Linked DNA regions of Hordeum vulgare: region 1 is linked to region 2. The links are chromatin contacts, called in public Hi-C maps. All regions are on one chromosome and are shown on one strand. The core of a region is the stretch at or near the end of the contact, and the rest is flanking DNA. Distances in the headings are between cores, read along the strand shown.

Evidence for each region. Hi-C and Micro-C count contacts between places; a contact is called where the count stands out from the background.
Region 1: a Hi-C map of leaf shows a contact between it and region 2, with 2.4 times the contacts expected there. The contact joins the promoter of LOC123403822 here to the enhancer-like site in region 2. A contact is called at or near these places in 2 of 6 Hi-C or Micro-C datasets (both in leaf).

Annotation. Positions count from the first base shown.
Region 1 is chr6H:388,429,462-388,434,273 of MorexV3_pseudomolecules_assembly, reverse strand. LOC123403822 reads right to left here and starts at 2,211. Exons shown (of 12, transcript XM_045097738.1): 1 at 1,359-2,211; 2 at 849-1,115; 3 at 673-747; 4 at 530-588; 5 at 307-442; 6 at 102-198; 7 at 1-14. The coding sequence starts at 1,101.
Region 2 is chr6H:388,273,025-388,277,886 of MorexV3_pseudomolecules_assembly, reverse strand. No RefSeq gene overlaps it. Among protein-coding and RNA genes, the nearest start is that of LOC123403895, 50 kb to the right of the region's middle. Within about 2 kb of position 2,871, at least 3 of the 3 cell types and tissues checked have open chromatin away from gene starts, as enhancers often do. A contact at or near this core is called in leaf, where this site is marked.

The DNA of each region.
Region 1 (4,812 bases), core at 962-3,461, 160 kb before region 2:
CTGGGAGTGCCCTTCTGAAATTAAGACAAAAGAGTTCAGTTGATGTGATCCTAAACATGGGCTCTTTGAGATTCATAAACTGATGTAACCAAGAATTAAACCTTTTTTCAGGCGGTATCTGCGGAAGTACTTGATTAACTGCACAATCCAAGTATCCAGCTGCTTTCAAGAAAACATCAACAGTGGCTCGCCTGCTCTCTGCGCCAGACAGACATGTGCGTTTTGTGTTGTTAGCACTTAGCAGTCTACTAAATCATGAAGACTAACAATGTTCTTGATCCAAGATGCAAGTACCGAATGACTAACCTTCGGACACTCTCGGCCCATGGCCGTCGCCGTATGACCTCGGAAGAAGCAGGGAGTTGGCCTGCAGGAAGCACACCATGGCCATCAGGTGCAGCACAGACAGCACCTCATACCAAGCATCGGCCATGGACGTCTCCTGCAACCAAACCATGAAGTAACTTTGAGCATCTTTTGCCAAGGGATCATCTCTGAAGATGGATGGATGTCACCCATCCTTAATTACCTCAGCGTCGTCCTCTTGGTTGGCCCAAACAAACTGCGCTTTGTTTCTCAGATCACTGCCTGCAGCATCACGCATGATGAATCAGCCAGAAAGCGGCATCATAAAACCCAAGCAAAACACTGGTATGATACTAGGATGCTCACTTTCTTTCACCAGTCCTAGCAGAACTGGCAGGTACTCTTCCAAAGCCTGGAGAAGGTTAGCAGTGCCAGACCCTCCTGAAAACCAAACAAACGCTACTAGATCAAAACAAAACCCCTCGTATATGTTTCACATATGCATCAGCCAAGCCAAGCAGGAGCCCCTCTGCTCTACACACCGTGCCGCGCCGTCCTCCGCCTCGGCTTCAGGGCCATGGCCGATTCCTGCATTGCCATTGTCACGACTGTTGCCCTTAGAGCCGACAGTCTGTCGACGGCGATCTTGTCCAGGTGATCACCGAGAGACTGCGAGAAGTCTACGGTCCTCGGTACCCGGAGCCCCGGGAGGAAGACGACCACCTCCCCGACGCTTCTCGGCCTCCCCTGGCGCACGACACCGGGATCCCTCCATTTCGACGCCCCACAGCCCATGTACGCTGCCCTATCTGCAGGAATGAATTTGTCGGAGAGCCGGTCAGCTGGGTTGTGAAGACTGCAGAATGAGGAAAGAAGTTTATCCCAAGGAACCTGTGGAGTGAAACCAAAGCTCAGCAATCAACTGTTTCAAGACACCAACGACCAGGAGACAAAGTGGCTAGGAAGCAAGCAAGCATGGAGATCGAAGGGAAAAACACACCCTGATTGATAGCACTACAAGAAGTGCAAAAGCATCGGAAAAAGATCCTCACCTTTGCTCCTTGCTTTACGGTGAGCCTTTCGGGCTTCGCTCAGCGGCCGCACTGATAATCTGAGCCGAAACGCTCGCCTTTAAGATTTAGCCTCGCTTGTTCTCTGCGACTGCGAGGAAGATGAGAGAAAGGAGGGGAGTGCAAGTTGAGCGAATGGAAGGAGGTGGAGAGTTGGCAGCTCCTTTGTGGGAAAGACAAAGCATATGACGGAGATTGTGTCAAGTTGGGGTTAGCTAGCTGAGCTGGAAATTAAGAAGTGGCATGGCATGTGCCTAGTACTCGAAAAGCAGTGCTAGGTCTCATGGTGCACCGAATTGACCACTTGATGTTTGTGCTCCGGTGGTTTCGTCTTGAAGCAATGGAAGGGTTTACTAAACTCTGGTTTGGAGCTGAAAACCGAGGGAGAAATCTTGTCGCATGTGCTCCTTCTTGCAGCAAAGGTACGTTGTAGAAAGAGTTCTCGTGTATTGGGATTTGATTTGATTTGATTTGGGGAAGTAGAAGTGGAGGAGAACGAACCAAGGTCGTCCTGATGTTGGATGGAGCTGGAAGAAGTCTAGTCTAGGGTGGGGGAGGAGGAGGGAAACGAGTTGTAAAATCTAGAACGGCGACGTGTATATTTAAAGGCACGTACTACGCGCTTGGTGATGTGTGGGGGCAACTGGCCAGGCACTGGCACGCCACAATGAGTAGGCGCCCACCTCTTGCCTGCTGCTGCTGGGCAGTCGCCAGAATGAAGTGGCAGCCCACTGATAAACAGTTTTTTGCCGATGCTAAGGAAAGGTTGACTGACAGGCATTTGTTTTTTAGAAAAGAGAACAAAAGGGTGAAATAGTTGTCACTTTATGATTTCTCCCATTTGTTTTCCATGTTTACATTTTTTTTTTCAGAATTCATCCATACTTGTTGGCGTGTCTCTGTCTATCTATATGGTCCTTCTCCTGGTGGCTAGCTATTTTCTGCTGAGGAGTATTATTGCGGATTGAGTGGGCTAGCTAGATTAAGCATTAGTGGCATGGTAACCAACAGATAATAGTACAAGGGTGAGGGCAGAGCAGGCACACACCACGTTTTCTCTCTCCGAAGCGATCTTTATTTGACTCGGAGGAACAACAAAGGAAGCCGAGCTTCCAGGGAGCCCTAAACTATCATGCACGATGATGGCAGCTGATCCGGCTTGGTTTTCTCTTTCTTTCGCTTTCATCTTATCTGCACTCCAAAGAAAATCTAGTGGCTGCATTTGTTATTAGATGAAAAAACGAAAGAAAGAAAATCAAGTTTCTTTAACCAGTTAATATGATTATTAGATTAGATGGCTTAGTGACTAGAACTATTTGCAGACAAATCTTGAAAGCCAAGAGACGCTAAGAGCATCTACAATAGCCGGACTCCTAATATCGACCCGACCGGACAGGCACAGGGACTATTAACCGGAGAGAAAAGAGAAAGATAAAGTTGATTCAATCGGATCCCTCATAGGCACTTTAAATGTTTGGACTGTCCACCACTTCTCATATTGCCGTCATATATGGAATATATATGAGGTGCCTCTGGACGTGTTCAGTTAGTGGTCCTGCATCTGCTACATAGGATTTGGCCAATCTTTTCTTTTTTGTTTATTCTTTTCTTTTTTTCTTATTTTATCTCCACCAATTACATGCATGTGACCGGACGTATAGGGAAAAAAATGGGAGACATGACTGTAAAAATAAAAATTTAAGAGACGAACGCGTCCAGTCGTGTCTGCGGGTGTTTGAGGGTCCGGAATTGCAGGTTGCGTTTGTAGATGTTCTAAGGTCTAATATAGGGAATGAAGTTTTGGTAGCACTGCACGGCCGCAAGGTGTGGGAGGTAAGGGCAACTCCAACACATGACCCCAAATCGTCCACCCGCGTCCGTTTGGGGGTAAACGGACATAAACCGTAGCCCAACGCACGGTGGCAAACGGACAAATGTTCGTTTTCGGTCCTCTTTCGATCGAATCCCGCCCCGAGTTTGGGTCACATTTGCGGCGAAACGGACAACGCGTGGACGGGCGGGACGCGCGCCCTTGTCCTTCCCTGGACCGCCCATCGGGGACACAACCGTTTTCTTCCTTCACTTTCCTCGCTCCACCCTCGCCATCGCTGCCGCCACGCACGTCGTCCACCTTGCTTTCCCCGTCGATGGAACAACCCCTTTTCTTCCTTCCTTGTTGTCACTTTGCCCTCCACCCGCAGTCGTCCACCTTGTTACCTGCGAAGGGGCTCAACGTGCCCTTTCCGTCTGCGTCTCCACCACGGCCGCAAGGTGTTCGACGGTTTGCTCGCAAGGTACAATGTGTAGCGGGGATGCATATTTCTTTCACAACTTCATTTGTTCATCGGAGGATTCATCCTCGAACGATGAGCACATAGTGGTGGCAGCATTGGTCGTCCATGACCACATCAGTAGGATGCGGCCTCGGTTCAGGGGATCAATTCCCGGCCATGCTCCAGCCTTTAACCGCAGTAGGGAGAAAGGGCACAACCTCCTCTATTCTGATTACTTTGAGAGAACCGTACTCTACAAACCGCATCAATTTCATCACCGCTTTCGAATGAGGAGGCATGTGTTCAATCATATTCGGGAGGGAGCAGTTGCATATGACCCATACTTTGAGTGCAAAGAGGATGCCCTTGGCAAGCTTGGTTTCTCTTCTTACCAGAAATGCAATGCAGCTATTCGCATGCTTGCATATGGAATTCCTGGTGATGTTGTGGATGAGTATGTTTGTAGAGTGAGTCCACGTGTCTCCAATCAATGTACAGTTTCTGCAAGGCCGTGCTGGCTGTGTTTGGCCCTCAATACCCGAGAGAGCCAAATGCCGCTGATACAGAGAGGTTGTTGTCGATCAATACCAAGAGGGGATTTCCGTGTATGCTTGGTAGTATCGATTGTATGCACTAGAAGTGGAAGAACTGCCCATTTGCTTGGCAGGGACAATACAAGGGGCATGTGAAAGGTGCCACTGTCATACTTGAAGATGTGGCGTCACAAGATCAATGGATATGACATTCTTTCTTCGGCATGGCTGGTTCTCACAATGATATTTGCGTTCTTCAGCATTCTCCAGTGTTTGCAAGGCTTGCAGAAGGCCACTCATCGGAGGTTAACTTTGAGATCAATGGCCACCATTACAACAAGGGATATTACCTAGCTGATGATATCTATCCCCAGTGATCCACTCTTGTAAAGATCATACCCAATCCGTAAGAAGAGAAGAGACAAAGGTTTGCCCAAATGAAGGAGAGTGTTAGGAAAGATGTGGAGCGTGCATTTGGTATGCTTCAGTCTCGATGGGGTATTGTTCGAAACCCTACATTGACATGTAGCACTAAAAAGATTTGAGAGGTGATGACTGCTTGTGTGATCATGCACAACATGATCGTTGAAGATGAGCGTGATGGCAGCATCTACGACCAAGGGTTTGATT
Region 2 (4,862 bases), core at 1,622-4,121:
CGAATAGGTGATTCTGATGGAAGCACAATTTTTTCGCGCAAAAGAAGTCATAATTTTCTTTTCATTGCAGAAACCACACAAAAACCGAAAAGCCGAAAAAACCCATCTAAAACCCAAAAACCCATCGAAAAAACGAATTCAAAGGAAGTGCATGACATGTGATATGTGGCAGTGATTCGACACACGACTTACATGCTCTAAAAGTGACAAATAAAGGTCCCCCGCAAGGGGTAACCTTTAGCTAGTTGCTCTCGGCTTTGCTGGTGAGCCCTTGTCGTGTGCTGCTACATAAGTGTTTATTGAATTTGTCGGTGGTTAAGCTGGAACCTCCTTCTATTAGATGCCTATAGACGTCCAATGGTTGAGGACTCACAAGGGTTTAAAATCAAATAGGCCAAATACTGGTAGATGTATGGGTTGTTACTCGAGTATTATAGAACCTTTCTATAATTCATTTCAGCCCCTCTCAATTTCAATGGGTTGCCCCCCCCCCCCCCTAAACTAATCAAAATTAGCTGCCTTGTGCGCTCGTTGTGCAAATGGCCTTTATTTGATGTTTTTTCTTTGATTGTTCTACCGGTTTTCTTCTGGAAAAATTGGTTGTTAGATTTATCTTAGGATCGAAAATATTAAAGAACTTATTAAAAAAGTTTAATAAAGTATCATTTTTTCAAAATGCCCATTGTGCATAAAAAAAATGTTCACTCTATATTACAAAAAAATGTTGTAAAAAAATAATGCTCAATGTATAATATGGAAAAAGTTCAATGTGTATTTTATAAAAAATCACTATAAATTATAGAAAAACTCACGAGGCATTTAAAAATGTTCACAGTATAATAAATAATGTTCAATGTTTATTACTGAAAATCTCACTAAGAATTAAAAAATATTCATCATATATCAACATATGGAGAGCGTATATTAGCAAAAGTTAAACGCATATAAAGAATGTTAAATATCTAAATCAGAAATGTTCATAATATTTCAGGATAATGTTTTTTATAGTAAAAAATAAAAAAATAAAAAATGAGGAAAACCGAAGGAAAAAAACTGTATGATAAGATTATAACCCGAAAGAAATTTCAAAAGAAAGAAAGAAGAAAGAGAAAACACACATAAATCAGATTAAAATAAAAGGAACAATGAACTATCTCAACCAGAATAAAATCCCAAAAAGATAAAAAAATCAAACCAAAAATAAATTGGAAAGAAAGAAGAAAACAACTGTAAACCGAACAAACAGAAATACCAAATAAAACTGGAAAAGGTCAGGGAAACGCTTCAGGATAAAACGAAACATGAATTTGGATGCACGGTGACGAAGTGGGTGGACCCACCTCCATTAGTTGTGGTCGAAGCCACACCTATTTGACCCATGTAGGTATCAAATACTCCGTGTGCACCATAATATATAACGTTTTAGCATCTCAAATTGAACTGCTAAAACATCATGTATTATTGGTACGAAGGGTGTAGATCTGACCATTAAGCCAACTTCTTATACATATGGGTGTATTGAAGTAGAGTAATACTTGATCATATGGGCCCCAAAATTTGGGGTCCTTGTTCGGTTTGCCCCTCTCAATGTCCTTCATCAACAGGCTCACTTGCACGCCATCTGATCTCTGCAATATATAAAAGTATACGCGGGTTCATATGGAGCTGTGTGATCCTCTCCAACCAAAACTTGGTCTCCTGTTTTACACCTGTAGCATCGGCGGTTCCACGTAGATGACGTACAAGACCGTATCAGGTGCGAGGAATGCTCACTGAACCATGACGTCAAAGGGGGCGAGGGAGGAGGCGATTGACGTGCAATGGTAGACGCTAGACGGTTTAGTATGAGAAGATTGCCAAAATAAGAGGACATTGGTGAAGGTGACACAACATCATGTAAAGGCCGGACCGCCTCTTGAAGTTGAAACAAAGCCAAGCCTTGCGGCTTAGAGGGTAGCAACTCGGCATGTACAACAAAGTTGAAATATATGACCACATTAGTCTTGGTTATCGAGTCAGTCGTAGCAGAAACGATTAGAAATCACAAGAAATTGGGGAATGGTCTAATGTGTAGCCGGAGCTTGACGATGCTCGATACGAGGAGAGATGGTGGGAACATTGTTGGTAGTTGTAGTGCACTCGTTGTTTTCACACGCACCACAAGCTTGTTTTTGCAGTACAAATGGGACACGTACACATCACTAGACATAAAGGAGCGCACCTCGCTATAGCCACATTTTTCACTTATGAGTTAAGCTACTCTTGGGTTATTTACAATTGGTGGGGGAGGTGGAGTGCGGGGGTTGAACATTCTATGCATATCGTATTCTCTGTTTAAGGTGGAAAATACTAATCTGAATCCCACATGCGAAAAATTCATGTGACTTCACTTCATGTGCATTTTGGTGATTTTTCACTTTAGCAACGTGTGCATGTTATTTTTGGGTTTCTACCACATCACCATTTTTTCATTTTCTATTTTCATTTTTTTTCTTTAATAAATACATAAACATTTTTAAATGGATGGCCATTTTTTAAACACATAGAAAAATAAACAAACAAAATTTCATGAAATTCGAACAATATCCATAAATTCGAAATATATGAATGAATTAAAAATCAAAATATATAACAATTAAGGATAGCCAAAAGAAAACCAGATATATACAAAAGAGAAAAGAAACAGACAAAAGAATCTATGAAAATTCTGTCGAGAAAACAAAATCGGTGCAAATCGTGGGCGACCGATCTAGTCCACCCCATCGGCCCAGCTCTCTTTTTCTTCCACTGAAGACGTTCAATATAAGTGGTGGGCTGGTCTGTGATGAGTTTTTTTAGTGGGTGGTCCGTGACGGAGTTGTGTGGGACGAAAGCCGTGATGTAGAAACAGACCATCGGCCCACGCATCCGCTGCCCCACAGCCCATCAGCAAGGCAGCGGTATGAGCGCGTTTTTTTTTGAGTAATGCTACACCTACAAAGGCTTACGTAAAGATTTTATGTACAAACTGATGTGTAAGATTGTGATTGGTAATTAAGGGATGAGGGGTCCCATCCCCACTGAAAATCAGGGGGAAGAGAAGAGTTAGTTTGTGTGTTCGTTGTTGTTAAGAACATCTCCAACAGCCGCGCTTCGCGCCGCGCCTAAAAAACATTTTTGTCACGCGTCCATCGCCTGGTTTGACGTGTCGCGCAGCGCTGGCTCCAGCAGCAGCACTAAAGTGCAGCGCGCACGCCGCTCCAGCAGCGCACAAAAATGCAGCGTGCGCACAACATTTTCAATTACAAAATGGACAAAATAAAAGGATTGCATACAATAAAAAAGATACAAAGTTATTTTACATAGATTGCAACTAGATAGATAGTTCGAAAATATAGATAGATAGTTCGGTGCAAGTAGATAGATAGTTCGAAAACATAAAACTTTTATTAATCCCAGTCGCTTCAATCATCACCACCATCGTCATCGTCGTTGGTGTCGTCAGAGGTTGACAACCAGATGTCCAACCAACGGTTATTTTCTTCAGTGAAGAAGGACCTCCCGCCTGCTGCGACGATGTCGGCTTGCGCACTCGCCAATGCCTTCCGCCGACGCCTGTCCAACCGCTCCTCGCGGCGCCGGCGCGTGTCCTCCTCGCGGCGTCTTGCCCAATAATCCTGCTCGTAGGCGACGTCCTCCGGGTGACGCCGGCGCCACTTCGTCATGACCCGCTCGTCCTCCTCGGCGACGAGAAGGCGACGCTGCCGCGCAGTGTGCTCCGCACGGTCTTGTGCGGAGTTTAGACGAGGCGGGGGGGCGACGTCCAGCGCCTGCTGGAGCGTGTGGACGTCCTGAAAGTTCATTTGACGGCGCGGCCTGTCTAGGCGCCACGCCGTCGCGTCGAACGCGCGGGCGGCCTCGTGCGCCGTGTCGTACGTGCCGAGGCTGAGCCGGAGATCGCCGGAGCGTATCTCGGCGTAGAACCCGCCGTTGGGGCGTTGGCGGACGCCGCGGTAGCCCAACGCAGAACGGCGGCACGGCGGCATAGTGGCGCGTCGGGGGCGGTGGCGCTGGGGCGGTGACGACGCGCGAGGTAGAGGATGAGAGAGCGGTGGCGGCGCGCGAGGGAGCGGTGGAGAGCGCTGCGTTTTATAGGCGCGCGGGAAGCGGCGCGGCAAAACTGACGCGCGAGCTGCCGTCTTTTCACGCACGCGCACAAGCGGTTCCTGCGTGCGTTTTTCCCGCCGCCGCTGGAACGCGTCAAACTGTACCGCACGCGTAAAAATAGCCGTTTACCGCGCGCGCGTCTTTTTACGCCACTGTTGGAGATGCTCGGCACGCCACATACGACTGAATACTGCACCGGAGTGCGACCGTCCACTTGCCAGCCCCAGCAAATCTGGGGATTGCCTGAGCGTTGGCCATTAAACCTGTAGGGGATTTCTAGCTCTGTACGGTGTCTGATACATACATGAGCCAACGGGAGAGACGGCCAAACTAACCGATACACGAGCATTTGTCACGTTGGTGTGAACAGTCATATTCTCCTCGTCCTACAGCGGCTGACGGGACAAGAACCTGAACAAGGATATACTACTACAAATTAGAAAGTGAAGTGAGCTAAAACGGCCCACCGATTTCGTGCTGGGCCAAAATCTTCACCTGCTTGCTGGTAAGAAACTCAGAGACAAGACTGGTCCGAAGCTCTGAACGTGCCAAAAGGCACACCATTGGATTAGTCTGCAGGCTGCTTCTCACCAGTATTTATTGCGCTTTTTCAGTTATCCCTGTCACAAGCATTAATTTTAAACACTGTCATTTTCATCCCCTATACCTAAATCAGGGTCGTCGATCGTGGTTTATCTCGAATAGCTCACCGTAGC